Linked DNA regions of Mus musculus: region 1 is linked to region 2. Evidence: chromatin contacts called from public Hi-C data. All regions are on one chromosome and are shown on one strand. The core of a region is the stretch at or near the end of the contact, and the rest is flanking DNA. Distances in the headings are between cores, read along the strand shown. Region 1 has its middle 20 kb from the start of Gm39556. Region 2 holds the start of Ly6k (lymphocyte antigen 6 complex, locus K).

What was found. Hi-C and Micro-C count contacts between places; a contact is called where the count stands out from the background.
Region 1: a contact with region 2 is called in a Hi-C map of B cells, with 60 read pairs. The contact joins the enhancer-like site here to the promoter of Ly6k in region 2. A contact is called at or near these places in 1 of 39 promoter capture datasets (liver), 1 of 484 Hi-C or Micro-C datasets (B cells), 3 of 115 datasets of contacts at active chromatin or transcription factors (double positive thymocytes, large pre-B cells and regulatory T cell precursor) and 2 of 9 other capture datasets (liver and pancreatic islet).

The regions. Positions count from the first base shown.
Region 1 is chr15:74,904,736-74,907,934 of GRCm38.p6, reverse strand. No RefSeq gene overlaps it. Among named protein-coding and RNA genes, the nearest start is that of Gm39556, 20 kb to the left of the region's middle. Within about 2 kb of position 1,639, at least 41 of the 459 cell types and tissues checked have an H3K27ac peak or open chromatin away from gene starts, as enhancers often do. A contact at or near this core is called in B cells and double positive thymocytes, where this site is marked.
Region 2 is chr15:74,798,061-74,801,333 of GRCm38.p6, reverse strand. It overlaps Ly6k (lymphocyte antigen 6 complex, locus K), which reads left to right and starts at 1,366. Exons shown (of 4, transcript NM_029627.2): 1 at 1,366-1,564; 2 at 1,839-1,915; 3 at 2,701-2,799. The coding sequence starts at 1,858.

The DNA of each region.
Region 1 (3,199 bases), core at 390-2,889, 110 kb before region 2:
TTAAATGAGAGTGTTCCCCATAGGCTCATATATTTGAATACTTGGTCCCCTGTTGTTGAAATCATTTAAGCTTTGAGGTTTAAAAATATCATGTTATTCCTAGTGATCTTTCTCTACCCCATGTTGGTGGATCAGATGGAAGCTCTCAGCTACTACTCCAGTGCCATTCCTGCTTGGTGCCATGCCCCCTGTCAAGATAGTCTTGGACTCACCCTTTGAAACTCTAAGTCTAATGAACTATTTCTTCTATAAGTTGTCTTGGTCATGGTGTGTCTTATTATGGCAATAGAAAAGCAACCAAGACACCTTCTGAGTACAACCTATGATAGTACTCCAGGCTGTCAGTCAGTCTTGAAGATTTAATCCACGTGAGCAGCTGAAGATGCAATCTGATGACAGGAGAGCCATCCACAGGGAGCTGCACATTCTGCTGGCTCCACGAGGCATAGGAAGACATACGTTTAGATTTCTTCAAGCTTCCTAGATGAAGGCCAAGGCCAAGAGCAGAGCCATATGAGAACAGTCACACTCATGACTAAGACAGGAAGAAGATAGAGTCCAAGGCCACCAATGATCAAGACTTGTGGAAGTCTAAATGTCAAGGAGAAAACGAAGACGAAATATGACCAGGGACACAGTATGGGCAGAGGCTGACATCAAATGATACTCTCTGGGATTGGGACCAAGCCAAAGCTAAGGGCAAGGCCAAATGAACTCAGCAGCCAGGCTGGCAAAGTAGACTAGCATTATAGACTGGGAGTCTCAACTCAGTGACCCAGAGATTTCACAGTCTAGTGAGCAGGGTTGGATCAGCCTGAGGCTGGGGTAGAATTAAAGTAGACTATAGTGTGCTTGTATATGTCTGAGTGTGTGTATGCACATGTGTTTCATAATTTTTTTTCTTAGTTGGTTGTTAAGACAGGGTCTTATGTAGCTCAGGCTGCCCTCATACTTGTATATAGGCTAAAGCTGGTCTTGGACTCCAGATCTTTCTGCCTCCATCTCCAAAATTTTGCAACCAAAATGTATTAGTCAGGCTCCTTTAGGGAAACAAGCCAATAAAATGTATGTAAATGGAAATCATCAGATCCACCTGTGAGACTGGAAAGTTCCAAAGAAGGTGTGTTCAGAGCTGGGGAAGCTATCATCAAAGCAATGAGACTCAAGACTACAGAAAATGTGATCCAGCCAATGCCTAAAGGCCCCAAAGTCCCCTGGGGGTCCAATGGCTCAAGTTCATGCTCAAAGACAGAAGCATGACGTTTCCACGACTGAAACGGAGTTGCGTGGGGAGGAAGAGTCATTCTTTCCCCTTTCTTACAGATTCCTGCTCCATCGGGACACCCAGCCTGTTGATGTCGGACCTCAATGGGGAGCACACCTCCCCCCACTACATGATTCCTGAAAACATGTCACAGACACACTAGAGAAGACCCTGGTCAATTCTTTAGGACTGTGTCATGACTTTCCCTGGGGAGATGTGAACACATGCTTAATTGCCTAAAATAGGACACAGGTGACAGAGTAAAAAAAGAAAACATTCTATTGAAGCTTGGCGAGTCCCTTGGGGGTTCCTTACAGGAGCACCGGTAACCAAATGGCAGCTGCATTGCCCCTACCCAAAGCCACAGAGTTAGCTCATAAGGTGTCTATTGGTTTCCTTGAAGTAAACGAATATAACAGATCTCAGATGTCCCACGGGCCGTCACAAAACCAAGCAGAACTTTTGCGGTTTCCACTGGAAACATGGCTGACACAGGTGGCCTCCAGATCTCCCAGTTTCCCCCAGAAACAGGCTTTGAGGGCTCATTATTCTAGCTCCGTTGTTGTTCCCACAGTCTTCAAGATTTGTTAATACTTATTTTTTATCTGGTGCAAATTTTTTATTCTTTTTTTTATTAGAATTTTCTTCATTTACATTTCAAATGCTATCCCCTTTCCTAGTTTCCTCTCCGAAAGACCCCTATACCACACCCCCCCCATGGCTTCATGGTTAAGAGTTGTTGTTGTTCATGGTTCATTGTTGGTATTGAAGAGGACCTTGGTCTAGTTCTCAGTACCTATGTAATTACTTTCTTATTTTTTTATTAGATATTTTCTTTATTTACATTTCAAATGCTATCCCGAAAGTTCCCTATACCCTCCCCCTTCCCTGCTACCCTACCCACCCACTCCCACTTCTTGGTCCTGGTGTTCCCCTGTACTGAGGCATATAAAGTTTGCAAGACCTAGAGGCCTCTCTTTCCACTGATGGCCAACTAGGCCATCTTCTGCTACATATGCAGCTAGAGATAGGAGCTCTGGGGGTACTGGTTAGTTCATATTGTTGTCCCACCTATAAGGTTGCAGACCTTCAGCTCCTTGGGTACTTTCTCTAGCTCCTCCATTGGGGGCTCTGTGTTCCATCCTATAGATGACTGTGAGCATTCCACTTCCGTATTTGCCAGGCACTGGAATAGCCTCATACGAGACAGCTATATTAGGGTCCCTTCAGCAAAATCTTTCTGGCATATGCAATAGTGTCTGGTTTTGGTGGCTGATTATGGGATGGACCCCCGGGTGGGGTAGTCTCTGGATAGTCCATCTTTTTCTCTTAGCTCCAAACTTTGTCTCTGTAACTCCTTCAATGGGTATTTTGTTCCCTATTCTAGTGGTGCAATTATTTATTTATGCTCGTGCCATTAATTTTTCTTAAAAACTTTTTTTTTCATTAAAAACTTGTTTTGGCTGGGCAGGCAGTGGTGGCACAGAAGGCAGAGACAGGTGGCGCTCTGAGTTCAAGGTCAGAGCAAGCTCCAGACCAGCCAAGACTACACAGGGAGACCCTGTCTAGAAAAAAAGAAACAAACAAAATATATACTTCATATGGATGTTTTGCCTGCACGTACATGCATTGCCTGTGGAGGCTGGAAGAGAACCCTGTATCTCCTGGGACTGGAGTTACAGATGGTTGTGAGCTGCCTTGTGGGTGCTAATGTGTTTATAAAAAGATAAAGAGAGGAGGGGATATGTTTTGGTGGAGGTATAGTCAGGTGTGGGGGGAGGGGTGCCTCGGTGGGCCCATGCTGAGGCATCCCTTTCCCCTTAGAGACCACCCATAGGATGGTATAATATAGAATACAGTTTATTCAGGGCATGGGGAGGGGAGTTAAGAGGGTAGTAGAGGCAGAGAGAAAGAGAGAGGAAGAGAGGGAGGGGA
Region 2 (3,273 bases), core at 117-2,616:
TGGCATGGGCCCTCTGAGACATCCCCTTCCCACACCTCACCAAACCCCCAAAGAAAATGTCTTAATATCTCTATCTTTTTATAATCACAACAATAGGTGTTTCTCCAAATTACACACACACACACACACACACAGAGAGAGAGAGAGAGAGAGAGAGAGAAACTTTGTGGTGTTACTGAGAGGTGAAATCCTTGGGGACTGGCTAGGCCATGAAGGCTCCTCTTGGGCATGGTTTTGCTGAGTGTAAGTTCAACCCTTCCTTCTTTCTACCATGTAATCAAACCTAGACGGTACCATCTAAAAAACAACAAGTCCTCAGTAGACATAGAGACTCTTGGCACCTTGATCTTGGGGATTTCCAGCCTCCATGGCTGCAAGCATAAATCTCTGTTGTTTGTACACTTCTTCTCTAGCATTTAGTTAGAGTTGCCCAAGGAGGGTGGGACACACAGTACAAAATACACACTCTACTTGTTAAAAGTACTGGCAGCAAATGGAAAATGGGAAAAGGTGAATTTTCATCATCACCACCAACAACAACAAAAACAACAAACTAATCTCACCATGAAGAGAGCAATAGGAAAATGGACCACAAACACTAGAAATAAGATACTTGTTCAGCCCAGTTCATTAAAAATGCAGACTAAAATATATACCAGGATCCTATTTGCACTGATAAGAGAGACTCCAGACAATAGATAAGAATGCTGTTTACTTAAAAACAAATAGTGTACATATTATTACCTATGTTTATCATAAGGACAAAGTTATCCACTGATCTATCAATCAACTTGGGCATAGTGGTCTAAGTTGCAAATACATCTAACCCTTTGACTTTCCACCTCACTGGTGGGAAGCTGCCCTTGTACATACACTGAGAGTGACATTCTAGACAATACAGTACTGCCTATAACAAATTCTTCCAAAAAACTTATTTCCTATCTTAACGGAGACTGTTTAAACATGCTGAGCTAAATTCTGGCTAGGGAATTCATGCAACTGTGGAAAATAAAAAATAAAAATAAAAACATTATCACAGGACCGTGGGGAGAAAGCAGGGTCAAAAGGAGGCAAGAGAAATGGGAACGGGTTTGGCTGGAGTTCTCTAGGGGACAGCTCAACGAAAAAAATCTGCAGACGCGCTTCCTGTGCCAGTCTGAAGGAGCTGTGTTCCCGTAAACCCGTCGATCTAGTAGCTTGCGCATGTTGTGTTCGTTCACGGAACTAATCTGAACACAGGCTCTGGCACCACATCTTGTCAGAGTGGGGCTGTCTGGTGTCTGGCTGCCAGGAAGAAGGTTCTTGCTAAGATGTGAGTAACTATCGTGGGGTCAGGCAGAGGGCGCTGTTAGCTGGGTGTCTTGCAGACTCTGAGCTCTCCGTCCTCCCTGGGCGGACCTCAATGAGACGCGGAGGCTGCGGGAGCCGGAATGTTCCAGAAGGGGACCAACGGCACCCTGTAGGGGGCAGTGTGGGAAGAGCGACCCCAAACTAGCTGAGTCTCCGACTTCGCCAGTCAGACGCAGGGACCCGTGGACACGCTGAGGCACGGGCTGCTGAGGAAGTGAGTGTGGTTGAGGGTTGCCAGCAAATTAACCGTTCGTTTCAAGGGCCGGCAAGCGGTCCAGAACATCGACTATCTGGGGTAGAAAGTGTGAGAAAGATTCTCCACGGTGTGAGGGCTTGGAAGTCAGCGGAACATAGAGATAGGGAGGCCAGGGGCAGCGGCGAGGTGGGGGGTGGGGCTGGCATCCAGACCAGGAGAGGGAGCGTTCCGTGCCACGCGGGACTGGGGACTTCAGTGAACAGAGCTAGCCACTCGCTCCTTTCCTCAACAGGACCAGGCATCCTCTGGAGATGGCGTTCCTAGTGGCCTTGCTCGTAGTTCTGGGCTTACAGTTGGTGCAGAGTAACGGTAAGTACTGATCCCTAAGCCCCTAGAAGATACAATATGGCGAAGGTTAGGGGCTCCAGAGAGAGTCCATTGTGGTAAGGGACACTAAAGTTCAGGAATGTGAGATTCAAGGTCATGAAGCTACAGCTGGACATTGGGGATGGGATGGGGTGGGCTGGATGTGCTTCTGATCTGGAGTTTCCTCTAGGGGCAAGCATGGTTTGCTCATTCCCAGAGGCTCCTGGTCTGTCTCTCCCATCGACCTTCCTTCTTGTGAAGAAGTCCTAGAAAACCAAGACCACCCTGGCCTTGGAGCTTTAACATGCCTGGGGATGGGCAATTCGTGGGAGAGGGTGCCCCTATTGCCTTTCCCAAAACTGAAAGCTGCCCTAATCCTGACCCAGGAGAGATTCTATTGCCCATCTAAGATGAGACCTGGAAACAGGCAGAGTGGAGAAGGAGTAAGGGTGGCTGCGGAACCCTGGGGTTGAAAGTAAAGGGTGGTGTGAGAATGGATGTCCTCTGGCATCTTGATCCCAGAGTGTCTGCTTGAGAATTTGGGTTCATGCAGTGTTTCCAGATGTGAAACACTGTCCAAAAATGAAACACCCAATGGAAAAGAGAGGGAGCCTCCAGACAGAGGCGCCAAGGCCAGGCAGCATGCACAGACTGTGGGCGTGGGGAGAGTGGGGACTCACTGGACTTGGTGGCCACATGGAACAGGATGACAGGTTTAGTACTGCAGGATGAACAGTAGTCTCATTTTCTCTTCTTTGCTCTCCAATGTTCCACTCGTGGGCTCACAGCGCTCACCTGCCATGTGTGTGAGGCGCAGAACAGCTATGCCTGCTCGAATCCGTCCCAGTGCCCTGGAGAAAAGAAATTCTGTTTGTTGGCCGTCACACGTAAGTGTTGGTTCATTCTGGGTTTTTCCTTGGGTCCTGTGGGCAGAACAAGAAACACTTTTAGGAATAGGAGCTGTCCAATCAAAGGTGACCTTTAAAAAAAACAAAAAACAGAGAAACAGGGGCTAGAGAGATGGCTCAGAGGTTAAGAGCACTGACTGATCTTTCAGAGGTCCTGATTCAAATCCCAGCAACCACATGGTGGCTCACAACCATCTATAATGAGATTTGATGCCCTCTTCTGGTGTGTCTGAAGACAGCGACAGTATACTTACATATAATAATAAATAAATCTTTATAAAAACAAAAACAGACAAAAAAAACAGAGAAACAGACAAACAAACAAACAAATAAACCACATGAGAGGAATGCTCCGAGAAGCAAGTGTAGGCCTCAGCACTAGGTAGCGTGAGCCAGGCAGAGGTGCAATAGCAGCAGTTGGTCAAATGTATTAAAAAATGCCAGGAGAGTGGC